3 separate regions of the Mus musculus genome follow, and regions 2 and 3 are each linked to region 1. A link is a contact called in public Hi-C and Micro-C data. All regions are on one chromosome and are shown on one strand. Each heading gives the region's core, a stretch centred on a gene start, on an enhancer-like site or on the middle of the called end of the contact. The rest is flanking DNA. Distances are from core to core; before and after follow the strand shown. Region 1 has its middle 5.2 kb from the start of Gm34033. Region 2 has its middle 12 kb from the start of 4930453N24Rik. Region 3 has its middle 49 kb from the start of Pou1f1.

The links. Hi-C and Micro-C count contacts between places; a contact is called where the count stands out from the background.
Region 2: a Hi-C map of myeloid progenitors shows a contact between it and region 1, with 2.8 times the contacts expected there. The contact joins two enhancer-like sites. A contact is called at or near these places in 1 of 484 Hi-C or Micro-C datasets (myeloid progenitors), 1 of 115 datasets of contacts at active chromatin or transcription factors (acute myeloid leukemia) and 1 of 9 other capture datasets (liver).
Region 3: a Micro-C map of macrophages shows a contact between it and region 1, with 5 times the contacts expected there. The contact joins two enhancer-like sites. A contact is called at or near these places in 2 of 484 Hi-C or Micro-C datasets (bone marrow-derived macrophages and macrophages) and 1 of 115 datasets of contacts at active chromatin or transcription factors (bone marrow-derived dendritic cells).

What each region holds. Positions count from the first base shown.
Region 1 is chr16:65,194,904-65,199,040 of GRCm38.p6, reverse strand. It overlaps the pseudogene Gm9584. Among named protein-coding and RNA genes, the nearest start is that of Gm34033, 5.2 kb to the right of the region's middle. Within about 2 kb of position 1,665, at least 22 of the 459 cell types and tissues checked have an H3K27ac peak or open chromatin away from gene starts, as enhancers often do. A contact at or near this core is called in acute myeloid leukemia, bone marrow-derived macrophages, macrophages and 1 more, where this site is marked.
Region 2 is chr16:64,756,403-64,760,539 of GRCm38.p6, reverse strand. No RefSeq gene overlaps it. Among named protein-coding and RNA genes, the nearest start is that of 4930453N24Rik, 12 kb to the left of the region's middle. Within about 2 kb of position 2,364, at least 105 of the 459 cell types and tissues checked have an H3K27ac peak or open chromatin away from gene starts, as enhancers often do. A contact at or near this core is called in acute myeloid leukemia and myeloid progenitors, where this site is marked.
Region 3 is chr16:65,469,294-65,473,430 of GRCm38.p6, reverse strand. No RefSeq gene overlaps it. Among named protein-coding and RNA genes, the nearest start is that of Pou1f1, 49 kb to the left of the region's middle. Within about 2 kb of position 1,935, at least 13 of the 459 cell types and tissues checked have an H3K27ac peak or open chromatin away from gene starts, as enhancers often do. A contact at or near this core is called in bone marrow-derived macrophages and macrophages, where this site is marked.

The DNA.
Region 1 (4,137 bases), core at 416-2,915:
ACAGCAATGACATGATCCTGCAAACCTGTCAAGTCTCAGCCAAATGGGCACAAGTTAGCGAGAGCAACCAGGACCAGCAGGGAGTTCTTTGCCATGCCTCTCTCAATGAAGTGAAGATCATCAAAAGCACAAGACCAACCAAGTGTTGCAAAGCTAAGTATGCAAGTGTGATGTTACTGTTCATTGGGTCCTATTTATACTTTCTCCAAACATCAAGTGTCCACCCATGGATCATGCCTCAGCGAAACACTCCATGAGTCTGTCTTAGCAAAACACCACTGTGAGTCTGTATCACCTGACATATCCAGAAACTTCCACCTCAAGACTATGTTTTCCAAGGCTCTTTCAGATCACTTTTCACTCTGTGTAGAAGTCATTTGTTCCGAGAACATCAGGATATGATGAAGCCAGGCCATAGGAAAATGATAGGCAGACAGAGTAGTGCTAGACTGTGTCAGCCCATCCCTGGGGCCAACCCTGTGAGTAAGTATTTAGATACTTTGAGTCTTGGCTATGAATTCATTTTCAGAATTGGAATCTCTCAAGTCCCAATATTGAGAAGCAAAGACTAAAACACTCATCTATATCCTACTCAAATTCCTGACCAGGGAATGGATAAGCATCATAGAGGTTGTTTAAACTGTTAAATTTTAGCTTGCTATCACAATGATAATTAAAACGCAAGTGATATCTTTAAAGTACCTATAATATCTTTGCCGAGATGAATTATGAATCTTATTAAGTCAATGAGTAATTATTGTTTCTTAAAAGCCTTTGTTACCTGCTAGAGTAAAAACTACATAATGAATGACTTCTAGACATGTTATGACTATAAATGTCCCCAGTGCCTTCATGGAACTCTTCCTTCTACTAAAATTTCTGAGGAATTAATATTTGCTTATCAAAAAGCATCTCTATATATCCTTCACATAGATTTATATTCTATTCAGAAACCCAGAATTCTGCTAACTCAAGAGGTTAAAGTTTCTAAACTAATTAGCAGTGTTACCTTCTGAGCTGTTTTAAATATACCAAGGCTGCACTTAGGACTTGATGATTCTAGTTCAAATTGCCCTAGAAGCCTGTCCTTTCTAACTATGTACACATTCACTATAAAGGGTCTTTCTTTATCCTATCTCAAAAAATAGATCTAAGTACACCTTTTAGTCACAAGTATATCTTCAACATTTATCAAATGCCATTTATAATACATTGATATATAAGTGATCACCTCAAACATTTGACACACTTTCACACTTTTGCCCATGGAGAATTTATAGCGACATGTGATAAAGTTTCTAGAAGGTTTGCTTGGAAATGGTACTCGCTTTTACCCTCCTGGATATGAGCACTGCTTTCCTCTATGGTTTGCACAACCTTACCATTAATAAGCATTTCTATTGCAACTGCCTTATTTCAACACACCTGAAAATTTCCACATTTGTGCAAATTCTATGAACTAACTTTGCATGTCTGTTGTTGCCTCATAAATCCCATATCTGTCAAAAGGCTGGTAGTCTTGGGTTCTATAAGAAAGTAAGCTGAGCAAGCCAGTGGAAGCAAGCCAGCTCTTAAAAAAAAATCTCAATATAAAGTATGTATCAAGCCTACAGTTCAAACAAGTTACCACTGCCAAAAATAATTCAACATGGGGAAATTCTTCTACAGAACTTGCCTCATACACAGTTCTGCTTCCTCAATGCATGCTTGTGGATTCCATTTAAAAAAGACCACAAGCACACACACACAAACACACACACACACACACGCACACATGATTTAAGGGGAATTTTAAAGCTGAATGCTGAAGATTAAAATAAACTTTATTCCCTGTCTCCCCCAAAAATGGATTTTAAAAGGAGAGAATTTGATTTTGGTGTTAAAACTTTCCACAGAATTTCTTGGTGCATATTACTGTCTTATTGAAGAATATTTCTATATAAAGTGTTTTTCTCCACCTTTCTCAAAGCCCTGGCAGCATTCCTGCTTCCTGTTAAAGACAATCGGGAACAACTGCTAAGTGAGTCCTAAGAGTCTGCACACAGAAAACACTTCAAGGTATACTGAGTCCTCCCGCTGAAAGCATTCATAGGAAAACAGTTCACATCCTAGCTTTGAGTTTAAGTTGGAAGCCAAAGGAATCTAAATTGTGTAGGATCCTAAAAAAAAAAAAAAAATTAAAATTAAAAAAAAACTTATTTTTTTTTCATTTAAAGGAAATACAACTGTTCTTTTTATTTATGTGGTCATATAATTAAATAAAATAATGAAGATATAGTCACATAATCTAAAAATAGATCATGCTCAATGTCACAAGTGAATTTTCTCTATGAACTCTGTATAATTAAACAATAAATATTTAATATATTTGTAAATTTATTTGTAAAATAAATTTGTATATTTTTACAAAATTAATATATATGTAATTTAAGAAAATTATTAAGGGTTTAAAAAAAATCGACAAATTAGAGCTGTCAGAGACCCAGTGGGCAGGTCAGTCTATGGGCCCAGGTTGCTGGTGGTGGTGCCAGGAGATTGTACCATTCTTACACTCCCTGGGAACCCAGCACCGTTGTCTCTGAAAAAACCGAATCCCTGTATGAAGCAGAAACAGGAAGAAGCCCAAGAGAAGGTGAAGAATAGTCCTGTTCCAAGGAGAATGCTGAAGATGATTCAGCTCTCTGCAGCTGGGTCTCTTGCTGGCAGAGAAAAAAGTTGCCAAAGGGCTTGTCCAAAACGAAGCTTTAGGATAACCAGCTAACACCTAAGACTCTGAGCTGTGGTCCAGAAGCAAAAGAAAATAAAGATGTAGGAGACGTCATCTAGGAAGCATTTGATCTTATGATTAAAGAAAAATCCTCTTCTTGGTATTGGAAAGAAGTGGTAGAAAAATGGAGGAAAGCTCTCTATGAAACACTTAAGGAGAATGAGAAACATTATAAAGACATTAAACAAAGGGACAGTGAAATGCCTGTGTGAAATGGGCGAGTGAAGACTTGGCAGAAGTATCGGAATATACACAGTACAAAGCAGAGGTGATGGAGAGGGTAAGTAATGACCCACGGGATAATGCTGAGTCACTGCATAGCCAGGAATTTGATTCTGCAGAGGAACCTGTTGAGTATTATGAAGTGGAAGACTCAGAAACTGGGTCGTGTGCTGAAGAGAGTGTGTCTTCCTCCACAGAAGCCAAGCCACATGCATGAGGCATAAGGCCCACTTCAAGCACTGCCCTTCAGTACAATTCTTGGTAAATTAACTATGTAATGAAAATGCTGGAATCCCGGTTTGAGTCCTGAGGGTGTTGCTATATAAAAATACAGATAGTATGCACTTTTTTTTAATCTGTTTTATGGAAATAGCCTTTTCATTTTCCCAGTTTTAGGTGTGACATGTGTACATTAAATAAACTTCAATTTCCTGTTGAAAAATAGCAAATTATATATTTATTTTATAAACTACATATGTATGTATGTATATATGTGTGTCCATAGGACTGTGAACATATTTACATAACTGCTGAGTTTTAAAACTATTATCGGTTTATAAAAACTAAATTTTCATAAGAAGGTCCAACCTATGCATTTATAAAATCATCTTCATTTAACCTATAATGTATAAATTCCTGATACTTACAAAGTTGATAACTCCAGTTTGAGAATGAACACTCATGCTTATAATCCTAGCACTTAAAGGTAAAAGCAGATGAATTCCCATGAGTTTGAGGCCAGCCTGGGATACTACCTCCCCATGGTATGTGCGGAATGGCTTACTGGTTAACAAAAAAGAATAAAGAATGAACCTGAAAATAAAAAAAATAGAAAAGGTATTGAAGATTACAACTTTTCTCAAGTTTATGACTGAAAGAAATATGTTACCTTGAATACTTTTCATTCAAGCCACAGCACAAATAGGTACAGATCTATAGTGTAGTTTAGTTGACCCTCCATAGTTTTGTGTGTGTGTGTGTGTGTGTGTGTGTGTGTGTGTGTGTGTATACATGGGTATGTGCAGATACATGTATGCACATGTGTATACTCCTGGAGAGCTTCCAATAAATATAATTAATCATGGAGAAAAAGAGAGTGTTTTGTTTTTGTGTAAATTTTACTACACTTTTATTACTCCTTCAAAGTA
Region 2 (4,137 bases), core at 1,115-3,614, 440 kb after region 1:
CAAATGAAAAACTGTTGCAGGAAATTCTCTACTTCTGATGGGTTGACCTGAGATCTTTTGACTGACAGGGAAAGCCACCCAGGGGAGAGCATGTTTTAGTCACTCTGCTGGAGATTCATGTACTCACAGGGAGGACTGCAGTGTGACCTTCCCTATAAACCCTGGAACACAAGTGGTGGGAAACAACTTCAGAAAAACAATGTGTGTGCTATGCAAGAGATCCTGAAAGCAGTGTTTTCAAAGATCACAGACAAATGAGGACAGTGATGGCTATCTGAAGTGATTTTTGGCCCGAAATCCATTTATTATCAGTCAAAATCATACTACATGTTAACTAGCTTTATGATGCCATCAAAATTTCATATGATTGTTTTGTTTTCTTTAAAGAATCTTATTTATTCTTTGGCAATTTCATACATTGAAATTGTGTGGAAGCTTGACCATATCCACCCACTCTCCTTGCCTACTTCTCCCAGGTTCCTCCAGTATATGCTCACTGTCCTACCATGTCTCCCTCCCCACCGTTTGTAACTCTCAGTCCAGTTAAGGATGTCTGTTGCAGTGCCCACTGATCTGTTGGCTTGCTCTTACATAGGCAGCCGTAGGTGCAGTGAGTTCATGAGCACACCGGCCATGTCATGTCCCGATGATGACATGTCTCATCATTCTTCCACATCCTCCAGCTGCTTTATTTTTAAAGCACATTGACTTCACTGGTAAATTAATTTCAACAGGTAATTATTTTCTCGGGCACCATGCCAGGTAGATGAAACAAAATTTAGAAGCATCTTACAGAATTTTAGTAAGCCATAAGTTACTTGCTAGAAGTTTATTAGGGAAAGCAGAAACTATTGGAGCTGTTTTATCATCAAGAAAACAGTGAAGGCAAAAGAGGTAGCTCGGGAGTTCAGAGCTCTTGCTGCTACAACAGGATATGGATTCTTAGCACTCATGTTTCAGGAGACCTGATGTCCTCTTTTGGCTTCCATGACCACAGGACAGGCACATGACACAAATACACACATACACTAGTACACATACAAAGAAGCCTTTAGGACATAGCATTACTGAGAGCCAGTGTGGAAGAGCAGTCCTGACTTGTGTTCTTGAGGTCCTTCAAAATTTCCAACAACATTCCTGAGATGAGTCATTATTTGACATGAGTATGTTACACATGAGAATAAAAAGACTTAAATTTCCTGTTCCACTTTTCTTTGAGAACACAGAAGTATAGAAAACAAGACTATGTAAAAGGAAATATGTTTTAGTGTAGACTAAAATGGCCCATGGTCCCGTAGGACCATGACCTTTCTCTAATGATACAATGCAGGCTTCAGCAATCCTGAAGATGATAGGTAAATAAAACCAACCAGCACTTCCCTTTCTTAAAAGGGTGGGTAACTGCGGATATAGAAGGTCAGCATAGTGGCTCATTGTTGAAGTGAATAGAAGTAAATTTGGTTTTCTTGAGTTACAATGCTGGAGGAAAAACTAGGCAGGAAGTCATACTCCCGCCCCCCACTACCTGTTTATAGAGGGAAGGATCAGGGTAGAGACTGAACACATTTCTTTGGGGAAATATTTTGAGTATTACAAATATATTACAGAATATTTGGGGAAAATATTTAGTGAAGGATTTTCTCCACTCTTAGATACCTTGTGTAAGTGGCACATGAATGAACAAAGTGCTGTCTTGAAGAGCCGGTTATTTTAAGACTATGAGGTTATGTGGCTCTTGTACAAACAGTTCAGTTCTACAGAGCTGCTTATCTCTTCACCGTCATCTCGGTGGTTTGCCTACTGCAGAAACTGTTGGGGTTTATTTAAAACCACATCCAAATACTGTGGCTGTTAAGAAAGAGTACTCTCTGGAGCTAACTGACAGGCAGACTGAGAGACCATCTAAGGCTATCTATGGATAGATTTGTTTCTTTTCCTGTACATAGGTGACCATATTATTGAAAGAGACGGCCTGTAGTAAAAAATATTTACATAGATTGATTACTAAGAAAGCCAAACTTTATAGAGTTACCTGAGAAACCTGACTCCAGAAGACTTCCGAGAGGCCAGCAGTTTGTTATTTCAGGGCCGTTGGAGCGACTGACAGATCAGCCATGTTGCAGCAGCTTCTGCTGTCCATTGACTTCTTTTTATTAAATGTATTGTCTGGCTAGTTAGCTAATAATTTGACTACCTATCATGGCTGGAATCTTGGATTGAGTGAAAATGAGAAAGGAGGAGCCAGAGAGGTGGCTCAGTAGTTAAGAGCATTTGAGGCTCGTGTGAAGGACTAGAGTTTGGTTCCTAGCTTTCAAAATTGCCTACCACTGTAGCTCCAGGGAACCTGATATCTTCTTCTGGTCTCTTCACCATCATCTTGGTGTTTTGTGTACTGCAGAAACTGTTGGGGTTTATTTAAAACCACATTCTCTCTCTCTCTCTCTTTTAAAACCACATCCTCTCTCTCTCTCTCTCTCTCTCTCTCTCTCTCTCACACACACACACACACACACACACACACACACACACACACACACAGAGTGACAGAGAGACAGACACATGGACACACACACACCACTGAACACACAATAGTAGTTTGTTTTGGAACGTATATTGTCAGCGGCAGGACGGCATTCACTCTAGAAGCCTTCTTTGCATTCCAGGAATAACTGCCAACTCTTCAAGCCTTCAAAGGCCCATGAACTAGGCGTGTTTCCACTTGCTCAAGAGGCCTCTGGCCGCATGCACTCAGGTGTGGCACAACTAGTTAAAGGGTGTCACTTGATTACATCCCTTTCTGCAGCAGGGCATGCTGACTGAGTGAGCCAGAACTCTTCCTGCTTTCAGACCCTGGCCGTCCAATAAGCTGCTCCATACAGAAAGGAGGCTGTCTTCGTCAGGGTTTTACTGCTGTGAACAGATACCATGACCAAGGCAACTCTTTTGAGGACATTTAACTGGGGTTGGCTTACAGGTTCAGAGGTTCAGTCCATTATCATCAAGGCATGGTACAGGAAGAACTGAGAGTTGTACATCTTCATCTGAAGGCTGTTAGGAGAAGACTGGCATCCAGGCAGCTAGACTGAGGGTCTTAAGTCTATGCCCACAGAGACATACCTACTCTAGAACTGCCACTCCTCAACACGGTTGCCCGTGACATGAGCAGACCTGTACCTCTGACCTCAATGACTGAGCGAGAAAAAAGGGTTGAAGAAGCTTTACACCCAGCCCCCGTGTCCTCTTGTCTTAGTTTGCTTTAGCTCTTTTCCACCTTGACAGTCTGTGGGGTGTCTCAGGATTGTTCTCCAGCATCGCTCACTGTCAGACACTGGGCCTTCCCACAGCAGTCTCTGATGTGAGGACTGATGAAGTGGATGTCTCGAGTTCTGATCCTCCATCCAGGATGAGGGGCGCACAGACCGACTTCCACCACCAAATTTAAGGTTGCCAGAACAGATGTGTGTGTGTGTGTGTGTTCTATTTCCTGTTACTAGACCCTCCAGTCTGCTGTCACCAAGGCCAATTGTACTGTCCTGACTTGTTTCGTATTTGGGGCTTCGGGGTTTTCTTCCCAACAAAGACTAAGAATTGCAGTTTTACATTTTTTAAAAAGTTTATGTTTTGTTCTTTGAGCCTCCCCCCTACCCCCGAAAAGACAGGGTTTCACTGTGTATCCCTGGCTGTCCTAGAACTTGCAACTCACTTTGTAGACCAGGCTAGCCTCAAACTCACAGAGATGCTCCTGCTCCTGCCTCCTGCATGGTGGGTTTAAAGTTGTGTGCCACCATGGCCCCCCTCACCTCTTTCTTGATTATTGACATCATTCCCATCATTCCTCTCTTTCTTTCCTAAGAATTTAGTCTACACTCTGATATCGTGACTTTTGTTTTTCATGGGTATTGGGGGAATATATAATCAACCATCTGATCGCAGTAATACCCAATAAATCTCATATGCCACCATGAGTAACTGAGCTACCTCTAATGGTGACAGCATCCACGTGGGTAAATAGGAATGAAAACTGGTGTAGCCACTAGGGAAGTCGGTGTAGGTTCCTCAAAATACTAAAAATAACGACTACATGACTAAGCTATTCAGCTCCTACATATAAATACCCAAAAGACTCTAAGTCAACGT
Region 3 (4,137 bases), core at 686-3,185, 270 kb before region 1:
TTATAATATAGACTCTTCAGCACCATTTTAGTAAAAGTGACTAGGTTTTCAGCTGCTAGCTGAGAAGTGATCAGTTATGGCTTTCCTTTGACTCAGTTTACCTTCATGCCTAGATAATTGGCCATATGTAAAACCTTAGATTACTACTCAGACATAATTTGAAATAAGATTCTCTATTCTTTTTATTATTTTGAGATACATTTTTCTTAGTTCCCAAATTTCTGTGGTTGTTTTATAAATGCCAGGTATAATATATAATTTTATTTTTAATTGCCATTAAGTGATAATATTAGAAATCAATAAGTTAAATCAAATAAAGTACCAGTAATAGAAAGACGTTTGTGTGCTATTTGGCGTTCAGGATACTGCTAGGTATAAATCGAGATCCCTTCTCCTTGGGCTGTTTTGCTACGTTGTACATCAATACTTCCATCAGTTTGGATCTCTGATACTGCTTTCCTCTGTGCACTTTCTTTGTAACAAAATGTGAACCTTTCTTTTCATTTTGTCTCCATCAAGATTCTGCTTGGGTGTCTCTTCCAGGGAAGTTTATTTGTATTCTTAATCACTTGTAGTGTACCCTCTTCCTCACACATGGATCTAGTCACATGGTATTGATGACGCATACACGCCTCTGTTTGTAAGCTAATGGTAAAGATGAGGATTCTATCCATTTCCTATCTCCTGGCCCAAATACTTGGTAGATTAAATTTAACCATTGAATTTAGGTTTTTCCTGTGCGCAGCCACTAGGTGTCAGTGTTAATCACTGGGATGCTGTTGGGTAGTTCTATCAAGTCTCACAAGCAATTTTGATGTTAGCTTTGTAATTCACGTTAACATATTTTGGAAGGGCAAAATGTGAACCGATTTAACCTCACTTTACAAAATGATAGCTGTATCTGACAAGGGATTAATGTATCCCTGATAGTGGTAAATGGTGATTGATTACAGGGTGCCTCTGCTCCATGGGGAGGTTATGCAGTATATAAAAAAAGCTCCAAATTTCCAAGCTCAGGTGCATCAAGTTATGATTTCTGAAAATGGTGTGTCCCAGGAGATTTGGATTCATAGCTCTTTCCAGGACCAGCAGTTCCCTTGTTACTTTGTGGGGAAATGTGATAAAAAGGCATTTGTGAAATTGTAATGTATTCATGTTATGATATTTCTAACTTCCAACTCTGCATCCAGTTATGCAACCAGGTATGTCACTACAAACAATAAAATTTTGCCTTTCACCATAGGTATCAGTAAAAAATTCTTAAACTTTGAAAACCTGTGAATTCTTTGCTTTATAAATGTACTGATCTTAAAGAGTGGCCTCTTAACATGTATATTGCTTATTTTTTTATGGGTTAATTTTGATTTTCTTTAAAAAAACATGAAATCTAATATAACTTCTAGTTCTTACTCTGCTGTCCATCCTTCTGTTGACACATTTAAATCATTTGTAAATGCATTGATCCCATTTCAGCATTTTATATTAGATATTTCATTTTTATAATTTTATAAATATGCTTTGTAGTGTTTAATCTGGATCCTGATATGAAATCTCAGCAAAACATGGACTCAAGATAGAACCATTTCAAAAGTAAATCCTATTTTTTTTCTCTTCCAAATTATATGAATCTGAGAGACATGAAAAAGATTTCAACATGCCACCTGCTGGATGGTCCCTGGTGATAAATTCTCTTGTTGTTGATACATGGGATTGAAGTCTCACATGTTTTATGCTCTCTCAAATCTGTTGCCTAATTTGTTCATTTGACCTTAAGCCCCAGTGAGGAACCTGGGTGGAATTCTCAGGATTTACTGGACAGTTTACTTGAGTTGTCAGTGAATATGCATCTTAGCCTTAGACAACCTGCAGATAGTTTATCATGTTGATAACCCTCTTTGCCTTCTCTATATCCCATGAAAAGAGGAACAGATTATTCATATTTCTGCCTGGTTATGTCTGTGCCATATGCTCATAATAGTGGCACACTCAGTGCATATGCTGTAATATGTTTTGTGTTGCTTATTTTCCTTTTTAAAAACATTTTATTGAATATTTTATGTATTTACATTTCAAATGTGATCCCCTTTCCCTGTTCTACCTCTGCAACTCCTGTCTCTTACCCCCTCCCCCTACTTCTATGAGGATGCTCCCTCTCCCACCCAATCCCACCTCACCACCCTGGCATTCCCCTACACTGGGGAATTGAGCCTTCACGTGACCAAGGGTTTCCCCTCCTATCGATGCTAGACAATGGTATCCTCTGCTACATATGCAGCTGAATTCATGGTGGTTTTGCTACCTTGAAGACTCCATTTCTCTTGGCTTGGCTCAGACAATTTAATAATTATCTTAAAAATATTTTTCTCAACTGCCTGAACCCATCCAACTTTAATAAATTGCATTATGTTTTCTAGCTTCATAGCAAGTTGTGTATTCTAGCTTCCTTCCTAAAAATCTCTCATACCTGAGCCTTAAAAACATCGACACAAATGTTGGATATAGAAGCCACAAGAGGAGGGAAGGAAACATATGTTTGTGATTAAGAACACAGACTCTGGAGCCTGCGAATTCTATTTCTGTGTTTTACTGGCCCTGCGATGATTACTTAACCTCTCCATGTCATTTTCTGATATATAAAAGCAGAAGTAATGACAATGTATTCCCCATATGATTTAATATTGTTTAAACACTTGAAATTAAACCTGGCTCACAAGAAGTCCTATGACCATGTTACTTAAGATTTTATTATACGCTGAGACACAGTATGATAGTAATAAATAATGAATTCTGAAAGTTAAGAGTCTGACCTAAAGTCTCGGGTATGTTCTTTCTGAACTATGTGCCCTTTAAAACTGGTTAAACTTTCTCTACTGCCAATTTCCTTCTTTGTTTTAGCTAATGGTGAGTAATGAAAAAAATAATATTGTTTGTGAGCATGGTGTGGTAGATGGTGAATGCCAAAAAATATTAATAATTTTGTGATGAATTGGAATTAGAAAAGTTTCAAATGTGTTTTCTATAATTCTGAGAAGGGAAATATGTTGAATTTTATCTCATGAGTGAAGACAGGGTAAAGCTGGAAGACAGATCAAAATAGATATGGATTAAATATTTCTGAGTAGAGATTTCAACTAGGAATTGAACATGCATCTTACAAAAGTGGTCTTATCTAAATTAAAATTGTAGAAACCATCACCATAGTAATGATATTTGCAGCCACAAGAGGAAAAAAAAAAAAAAAACAGTCCTCTGATGATAAAATGGAGGTTGGGTAAGTGGAAGGATTGTTTTGTGTTATCTTGGGGAATTCTGAATTTTGAAGTTAAATTGAGAAGACAGAACCAGAAAATGAGACAGAAAACCTGACGGTAGAGGTACACAAATAGGTAAGCAAGAAAGCCAGGCAGGCGTGGAACCCTAGAGCCTACAGGAGGGCAATTCTTTTGCAGAAAAGAGAAGTGTTATTTGTCAAAAGCTCCTTTGCAGGCAATCTTAATGGGAGCGCAAAAGTTCTCCTTGTGTTTCATCACTTGAAGTTTGACAGCTGGTTTGGGGAGATTGATGGTGATGGAAGTTAATTTGAAAAAGAAAGTAAGGAAGTGGGCATAGTGACTTGGAGCATTTTAGAGTGATTGACTGAGAAAGGAAGCAGACAAATTCAGATTATAACTGGCCAGAAATTATGAACTGAGGCATAAAGCTTTGAACGCAAATTCTGCTACAATATATGTGTAAACTGCTGCATGGCTAAAAACATAACAGTAAAGAAATACAGCATTTCAAAAGCAGAGGAGATTGGCTATGAATAATATGTGGAATAAATTGCCACTGGTGGCTGGGACAGAGATTTCTTTACTAGGAAAGGTAAGATATTGAGTTCAAATACTGTTAGCTTATAGATTTGGAGATGGGTATAAAATCAGACTCGAATTTGCTGGTCTTGGGGTTGCCATCCTACAGTCAAAAACTTTGACCCAGATTTGTTCCTATCTAAAAGAACTGCAGGGACAAAGATGGGGAAGAAACTGAGGGAAAGGAAAGGAAGTCAGTACAGTGACTGTCCCAAATTGGGATCCAGCTCAAGGGGAGGTCTGGGGCCCTGATATTATTACTGATGCTATGGTGTGCTCACAAACA